Linked DNA regions of Pan troglodytes: region 2 is linked to region 1. The links are chromatin contacts, called in public Hi-C maps. All regions are on one chromosome and are shown on one strand. The core of a region is the stretch at or near the end of the contact, and the rest is flanking DNA. Distances in the headings are between cores, read along the strand shown. Region 1 overlaps LOC134809907 (a long non-coding RNA gene). Region 2 has its middle 110 kb from the start of IRF2BP2.

The links. A called contact is a pair of places that touch in the nucleus more often than the background predicts.
Region 2: a Hi-C map of stem cell-derived neural progenitor cells shows a contact between it and region 1, with 6 times the contacts expected there. The contact joins two enhancer-like sites. A contact is called at or near these places in 2 of 7 Hi-C or Micro-C datasets (induced pluripotent stem cells and stem cell-derived neural progenitor cells).

The regions. Positions count from the first base shown.
Region 1 is chr1:14,082,632-14,086,805 of NHGRI_mPanTro3-v2.0_pri, reverse strand. All of the region lies in intron 1 of LOC134809907 (a long non-coding RNA gene), which reads right to left. Among named protein-coding and RNA genes, the nearest start is that of TOMM20, 41 kb to the right of the region's middle. Within about 2 kb of position 1,810, at least 12 of the 24 cell types and tissues checked have an H3K27ac peak or open chromatin away from gene starts, as enhancers often do. A contact at or near this core is called in induced pluripotent stem cells and stem cell-derived neural progenitor cells, where this site is marked.
Region 2 is chr1:14,451,085-14,455,258 of NHGRI_mPanTro3-v2.0_pri, reverse strand. No RefSeq gene overlaps it. Among named protein-coding and RNA genes, the nearest start is that of IRF2BP2, 110 kb to the left of the region's middle. Within about 2 kb of position 1,813, at least 21 of the 24 cell types and tissues checked have an H3K27ac peak or open chromatin away from gene starts, as enhancers often do. A contact at or near this core is called in induced pluripotent stem cells and stem cell-derived neural progenitor cells, where this site is marked.

The DNA of each region.
Region 1 (4,174 bases), core at 561-3,060:
TCTTCATTTTAGCAAGACTCCACAGGAAATTTACGCACACGTTAAAGTTTGAGGCGCAGTGGCATAGTTCTTATGCTGGCTGAAGTGCTGTTTTCATTAAGATTCATATCCAATTAGCTTTGGCCACAGGTGCTATTTTTGCAGGTACGCAGCGCTCTTGCAGGCCACTGGGACCTGCTGGGGTCTGGAGTGCCGCCTTCCGCTTCCATCATAGACCCAAGATTCAGAAATGCTAGCTCAGCTGAGTGAGGTGGCTCATGCCTGTAATCCCAGCACTTTGGGAGGCCAAGACAGGAGGATTGCCTGAGGCCAGGAGTTCAAGACCAGCCTGGTCACCATAGTGAGATCCCATCTCTACAAACAAACAAAAAAAATCAGCTGGGTGTGGTGGCGCATGCCTGTAGTCCTAGCTACTCGGGAGGCTGAGGCACGAGGATCACTTGAGCCCAGGAGTCTGAGGCTGCAGTGGAGCTGTGATGGCACCACTGAACCCCATCCTGGGCAACACAGTGAGACCCTGTCTCTAAAAATAAATAATGAATGAATGAAATGCTGGCTCACTAACAGCTGCTGGGCTTCGGCCACGTTTCCATCCCTCCGCAGTGAAATTGTCAGCGTGAGATCTGTCCTTTCCTGGCAAGCGCTGTCTTTCACTCTGGTTTTATTCTCTTCCTCCTACTTTTCTGGCGTTTAAATCTGCTTTGTTGTAGGACATGAGAGTGCCTGTGATTGTAGACATCATTTTGTTTGGTTTTGTTTATGTCTTCACTAGGCAAAATCACACTTGATTACCTATGTCTACCCTGTTGTTTTCAGTTTTCTAGCCTACGAATCCAAAAGTCTGAGAACAACTAGTAAAAATGAAACCGGCAGGGTGTCTTGCTGAAACCTGTGCGGCTAAAGCAGAATTGGAGTGTGGTGTGCCACCGAAGATTTGGGGTACAGCAGTGTTTGCGCCATCATTCAGAGTGCTGGAAACTAAAAGGGGCCCACTCTGTGAGAAAGCGGCACAGAAAGCGGCACAGCTGGAAGGCGGCACTCCAGACACCAGCAGGTCCCAGTGGCCTGCAAGAGCGCTGCGTACCTGCAAAAATAGCACCTGTGGGCAAAGCCAACTGGATATGAATCTTAATGAAAACAGCACTTCAGCCAGCATAAGAACTATAGGAAGACAGGCCAGGCACAGTGGCTCACACCTGTAATCCCAGCACTTTGGGAGGCTGAGGAGGGTGGATCACCTGAGGTCAGGAGTTCGAGACAAGCCTGGCCAACATGGTGAAACCCCGTCTCTACTAAAAATACAAAAATTAGCCAGGCATGGAGGCATGTGCCTGTAGTCCCAGCTACTCAAGAGGCTGAGTCAGGAGAATCGCTTGAACTCGGGAGGCAGAGGTTGCAGTGAGCTAAGATTGCACCCCTGCACTCCAGCCTGGGCAACAGAGTGAGACTCCGTCTCAAAAAAAAAAGCTGTAGGAAGACAGACCTCAGGGCTGGACACCCAAAACCCAAACACGTCAAGGTTTGTTTTCTCTGATATCGTCTCCTGAAAACTAAAGAACCTGTCACAAGCAAGCAGACCTATCTCCAAGCAGAAGAAACCATGCAATGTGGGAAAGAGGGGTGATTTTCCTCAGTAAACGGAGTGGCTGGAGTGAGTCTGTGGGAAGCACAGAACCACGGCCTGGTGCAGTGGGAATGGAGGAAGGCCAGGAAGGCAGCAGCCACTGGACCTGGTGCGGTCCACAGAGGAACAGGAGCAGCCTTCGTCCTCAGCCCACATCCCCAGGCCCTGTGCAGCTGCTCAGCTCCCCTGCAAGGCTCGAGGCCCCATCTCCAGCGTCCTGGGATTCTCAGCATTCCAAGCCTGGCACATAACAATGGCAGTGTTTGTAGCATTTCAGAACAAGCTTGGAAACTTTCAAATGTCAGAATGAGTGATGTGGAAAGCTTGTGGGAGACGCAGAGAGGCAGAAGCTGAGCTGGGAAAATGGCAAGGCAGGGAGGCGCCAGAGGGAGCGCTGCTTAACACGTCCGTGGGACTCCAAGGCTTTTAATAAAGGGATCCTCAGAAGCAGAAAAACATCTTGAGCTGTCAGAGAAGCAGTGATGTAGCAAAAATGTGAAGATTTACTGCGGTCCCGGCGGGGAGAGCTGGGGCACGTGTTACTGATTTTATCAAGGACCCACTGTCTGATTCGCCAGAGGATTTCGTGGAACAGGGAGCGCTGCTATCCCAGCAGGATCTGGGCATCGGAAGACACACGCAGCTCCTGTCTTGCTAAGAGGTGGAGGCCACCTGTAACCAGGAGGCTCCCACACTGAAGACCAGACGTCACTCGATTCCCACGGTCCACATGGCCCTTCCAGAGGAGACTGTGTTGCGCAATCGTCCACAATTTTGGAACGTCTAAGAGATGCCCACTCTGTGAGAAGCACTGGGCAGAGCTTAGGAATAAACATGGGAAGGCAGAAGTACAGCTCAAAGGCGGCATTCCAGATGCCACTTCATCCCAGGGGGAATGACAGTGATGCACCCCACAGCAGGAAACCAGGGCTCAGCACCCCCGACCTCCCTGACTGCAGTCTTCTCACCTGTGAATGACAGACTAGGGCTGGATAATGGTGACATCCCCCATAGATGGCAAGATTCTCAGAAAGAAGAATCCTGGGTCTCCCTCAACCCAGGTTAGGCCTCAGTGACTGGCATGGAGTCAGAGTCTGTCGAAGGAATGGGTGGGTGAGGCAGTGCAAGCCCCTCCTTAGGGCCAAGACTCAGGCTTGTCCCCAGGGTGGAGAGGTCTCTAGAGAGAGACGTGGCCAGGCGCAGTGGCTCACACCTGTAATCTCAGCACTTTGGGAGGCCGAGGCGGTGGATCACCTGAGGTCAGGAGTTCAAGATGAGCCTGATCAACATGGTGAAACCCGTCTCTACTAAAAATACAAAAATTAGCCGGGCACGGTGACACGTGCCTGTAAACCCAGCTACTCAGGAGGCTGAGGCAGGAGAATCGCTTAAATCCGAGAGGTGGAGGCTGCAGTGAGCTGAGATTGCGCCATTGCACTCCAGCCTGGTTGACAAGAGCAAGACTCTGTCTCAAAAAAAAAAAAGAGATGCAATACAGGCATGGTAGCTCACGCCTGTAATCCCAGCACCTCGGAGGTCAAGGCGGGAGGATTGTTTGAGGCCAGGAGTTCAAGACCAGCCCGGACAACATAGCAAGATCCCATCTCTACAAAAAATCTAAAAATTAGCCGGGCATGGTGGTGCATGCCTGTAGTCCCAGCTACTCGAGAGGCTGAGGTGGGAGGATCACTTGAGACCAGGTGTTGGAGGCTGCAACAATCTATGATGGCGCCCCTGCACTCCAGCCTGGGTAACAGAGAAAGACCCTATCTCAAAAGAGAGAGAGAGAGAGAGAAGCCATAAGCTCGCAAGGAACCCCCCTGCCTTCTCCCATCCACCACAACTGCCTGCTTGGGCAGCAGGAATGGGTATATGAGGACAGGGACTTGGAACCAGGCCAACCTCAGTCAGCTCCATGCTCACTTCTGCTGGGGTTTTTTTGTTTGGTTTTGTTTTTTTGAGACGGAGTCTCGCTCTGTCCCCCAGGCTGGAGTGCAGTGGTGTGATCTTGCAACCTCCGCCTCCCGGGTTCAAGCGATTCTCCTGCCTCAGCCTCCCGAGCAGCTGGGACTACAGGCGCGCGCCACCACGCCCGGCTAACTTTTGTATTTTTAGTAGAGATGGGGTTTCACTATGTTGACCAGGCTGGTCTTAAACTCCTGACTTCAAGTGATCCACCTGCCTTGGCCTCCCAAAGTGCTGGGATTACAGGCCTGAGCCACCGCCCCCGCCTCACTTCTCCTGTTAATGACCTCAACCCTCTGAGCCAATTGCCACATCCGTGTGAAACAAGAACACCACCTAGAAAGGTTTAGAAGCGTTAGAGGTGACTGCCCGGGCGCGGTGGCTCACGCCTGTAATCCTAGCACTTTGGGAGGCCGCGGCGGGCAGATTACCTGAGGTCGGGAGTTCAAGACCAGTCTGACCAACATGGAGAAACCCCATCTCTACTAAAAATACAAAATTAGCCGGGCATGGTGGCACATGCCTGTAATCCCAGCTACTCAGGAGGCTGAGGCAGGAGAATCACTTGAACCCGCGAGGTGGAGG
Region 2 (4,174 bases), core at 564-3,063, 370 kb before region 1:
AGCTCCTTGTTTGCGTTAAAACAAACAAACCCCAAGATATGCCAGTTGTTTCAGAAGGTGAATTCCTACTTCAGGTAGTCCTTAAGAGTCACCAGAAATCCAGGAGCGAAACTGCACTGAGATTCTATTAACTGTGAAAAAAAATAACAAAATAAACGGGCAACACAAAAAGAAGAAAACCGGCCTGCCCAACGAGGGCTGCGGAGTGCAGCCAGAGTCCCTTGTACCAGTAGATCATATTGTGTCCATTTAATAATAAGAAGAAGGGGCACCCTCCGCGGAGGCTTCACCCAAGGAGTCCTGTCCCACCCGCAGGCTCGGGCGCCCGCCTGCAGACCTCGGACGCTGGCCAGTGTCTTGTCGTGCAAAGCCGTCCACAGCCAGCATGGCCTTAATGAGCCCATTTCAATTGAAATGAGATCAATACTACTCATTTTTCTCTTGCTGGCTCCCGAGTGATTCATGAATCTGAAAACTAGTTCATGAATCAGAGCAGGGTGGGGTGGGGGGGCTGGGGCGGAGGCAGGCAGGGGAACATTTGTGCAGTCGGCAAACCTCGATTCCTTTAATGAACCCAGCCATGAGTTGCATAACGCTGGCCTGCCTGCTAGTTTAAAACAGTCTTTTCGGAAGCAGCTTTCAGCTTGACTTATTCACCTATTTTCCTCCTGGAAAGGGGAAGAATGACACTGGGTACTGATTGTGTGTCTGTCTCAGGGAATATTTTTTTGCTCTTCGTGTGTGGATCCGTAGGTGCTTCCCTGGACAAGAACGTGTGTCCATGTGTGTGTGCATACATGTATAATGGTCTTTGTGTGCACATCCTGTGTGTGTGTGTGTGTGTGTGTGTGATGAGTGAGCAATGTGTGACCGGCCTCGGGCCCTTTAAACCTGAACAGGAGCCAAGTTCATTTCTCAGCGGAGCTTCATAAGGAAGCACGAGCTGGGGCAGTTGGAAACCACATCCCTGTGAGTGCTGATTACAGCCTACTAAGGAAAATGAGATTTTTATCTCACAGGAATTCAGTTATAAAAATAAAATACAGCGTCTGGCTTGATTCAGCTAAATGTGCAAGCACTAGGGTGTTTTTAATTTAACAGAGAAGCTGGACAAGAAGAATGACCTAAAACATTGCATTTAAAGAAAGTCAGAGGCGAGGGGGAGGCTACAGGAAGTGAGTGGGAGTAGAGATGTGTGAGAGAGAGAGAGAGAGAGAAATGGAGGGAGAGGGAGGGAGGAAGGGAGGAGGGAGGTGGAGAGAGAGAGAAAAAAACCACCCTGCTGGCAAATGAATGCAGCAGGGATGATGTCATTGGAACAGTTGGAGGAGAGAGGAGAAAAACAACTCGGAGCTGTGCTAATCCTGTTTGCTGCCCTGAAGGGAATGGAAGGCGGCCAAGGCAGGGAGTTCTGGGAAACCATATAAGGGTGCCAAACAAGCATTGCCGCCAACATTAGGAACTGACAGCTTTGTTCTTTGTAACTTGGCTGCCCGCCAGAGGCCTCATTTCAGCTCTGCGGCATGATTACCCTGGACGGCCGCCAGCCCCGCGCTGAGAGCTCCTTTTCTTCTCTCCGAGCTTTTTTTTTTTTTTTTCCTCTTTCCCTCTGCCAAACATGCAGCAGTTACCATGGCAGTGGAAAGTAAAGTTTTAAAAAAACACAACAAAGTAGAGAGGCACGCCTTTATCCAGATGTGCCACATGAGCAGATAGAAAAGGCAGTTCACCTATTCATCGGGGCCTTTGACTGCAGAAGAAAACACCGGGGCACTGGCTGTCAAGTTCGGGAGGGAGGTGACTCCAGGATAAACAGAGCAGCGAGCAGCCCTGGCTGCAGACAGAGAGGGGCTGGCTCCCAGGCCTTATTTTCCTTCCCTCTCTCTCTCCCTTCCTGGGGCATTGTGGAGTGCGTAATGTGAAACGGAAAATGTCATGATTTCCACTGGGAATGTGTCCACGGTTTTGAGAAAGCTCCAGAAACTCAGGTCCATAAAGCACTGAGGGGAGGAGGAAGGGAGGGAGGAGAATGGGCGGTCACAGTGCCCTCTGGTCACCAAGGTGAACCCAGCGAGCAGGAGCCAGTACGTGGCTGTGGCCCAAGCCTCTGCCTGCTGCTGGAGCATGGCCAGGCCGTCGTCCTAGGGTTGCAGGCTGTTCGGGGGTCCTGGGTCCCACGGAGCCCTGGGACCTGAGGGACGGGGATGTTCCCTTTTCCCCCTTGGAGGTGCAGCCAGTAGTTTGGCTTTACAGGGGGACTCTGTGAAGAGTCCAGTTCCCTATTTTTAATCAGGTTCATTTTTCACCTGCTTAGAAAGTGGAACATCTCCTGAAAGGTGACAAGTCGTGATCAAAGGCAAGTCTCCAGGCAGAGAGTTGGCAGGTTTCCGAAGCAAAGGTTACTTAGAAGTGGAGGCTCCACTGCCAGCTTCCCCCCGCTGCAAAATCTGACACTCCTCACCCTCAGGGTTCAGCAAGATTCTCGGAAAGGCCTTTTCTGATTCTAGGAGGTGCTGCAGCAGGAGCTGACTCGGCCATTTCCTGGCCTCTTTAGTTGGAAGATGACAGAAAGGCGGAAGCAGGGACTGCTATTGTGAGGCCCATGGCAGCCTTCCTGTAAAACAAATTGGCAAATTGTCACCTTCAGATGGACCACAGCTGGCCCTCTGAACAGCCCTCCTTGGCCTTTCCAGAGTGTACATGATTGTGTCCCATGTCCAGGGAGAGGACAGAGCCACCAGGAGGGTCAAGGTCGTGGAGGGAAACATGGGTGAGTAAGAGATGGACCCCAGAAATCCCTCCTCATGCTCCTCCCTGCTGTTATCACAGGCCTTGGCTGCCTTTCTCAGGAGGCATTCCCAGCTCAGAGTTGGGTATGCACTAAGTTAAAGCAAAGAGGGCCCTACTGGGGCGAGGGCAAGGGGACTTGGTTGACCTCCTTTGGGGATGTTGCGAAGCAGACCCATTCCCGCCCTTGCTGGCTGGAGTGCCCAGTCCTTCCCTGCCTCCCCGGGCCCCACACACCCTGGCTGACACCTGTGCTGAGGACATGGCCGAGGAGAGCTGAAAGGAGCAGAGGAGGGGAGAAACGTATACCAGTTCCCATACAAACAGGACCCACAGGCTTGGGGTCCCCAGAGGTTGGCAGAGCCAGGGGAGACTGGGAGCTGGAGGCCAGACAGGGGCACACTTTTGCCTCAGGTTCTTGAGACAGTACAAATAAAAACTTGTTGCTGGGCAGAATTGATCCAAAGACGAACTTCAGTTTCTTCAGAAGAGGCTCAGGTTTGGAAGTAGAACTTGATATGGCGGTTGTCCCCTTTCCTTAACCTGCGACTCAAAACCAAGGGCAAGTGGATCTCTCACATCAGACACAGGAGCAGCCTCCTAGAGTCTGCTGGAGCAGCTACCCAGAGTGAGAGAGGGCTACTGACTTTGGAGCTGATGCTCAGGTCAGGGCCTGGTTGAGCCACATCCCCGTCCTTCATTCCCAGCCCCTGGTGACCTTCTAGAAGCAACACTGAGTTCGGCGGCTCGGTGTCCACTGGGGCACAGCATGTCTGAGCCTAACCCAACAGCCTCTCATTGGCTTAGCTTGTCTTCCCAGGTACTGCCTGGAAAAGCAGCCTCTGGCGGGGATGTCTGGGCCTGCCCTTCCTATCTCGACCTGGGTGGAAATCCGACTCCCTGGGCCTTGTTTTCAGAGTTCCAGTGTTCTCTCTCATAGCCTGTAAGTGGAGAAGGGCAAGCTGAAGAAGGAACAGGCTGTTTTCTCAGGGGGAAGCCGGGTAGCTCGTGTACGCCTCCCAGCATCGCTGCGTGATGGTTTCATCCGGCCCTGAGGATATGAATTTGGTTCCTCCAGGAGCTCCCCCAGCCTCACGATCCATGAATTGGATGGAGTATGCATGAAACTGCAGAAAACCCATGACCCTCCCTTACACAGGAATGTTGCTTTCCTTTTAGGCTTGTCAGGCAGACTGAAGAGGAGGATCCTAGGAGACTTTTCTTTCCTGAGAAACCCAAAGAAAGCAACAGCAGATCCGTAGCGTGTGGGGGAAGGGGGCAGGGGAAATGTAGTTTCAGTAACAGAGACCTAAAGCAGAAACTATTTGCAAACAGGTGACCTGCTCAATTTCTCCTGTGATCTTTCATTTCTAGTGCTGGTTTTTCC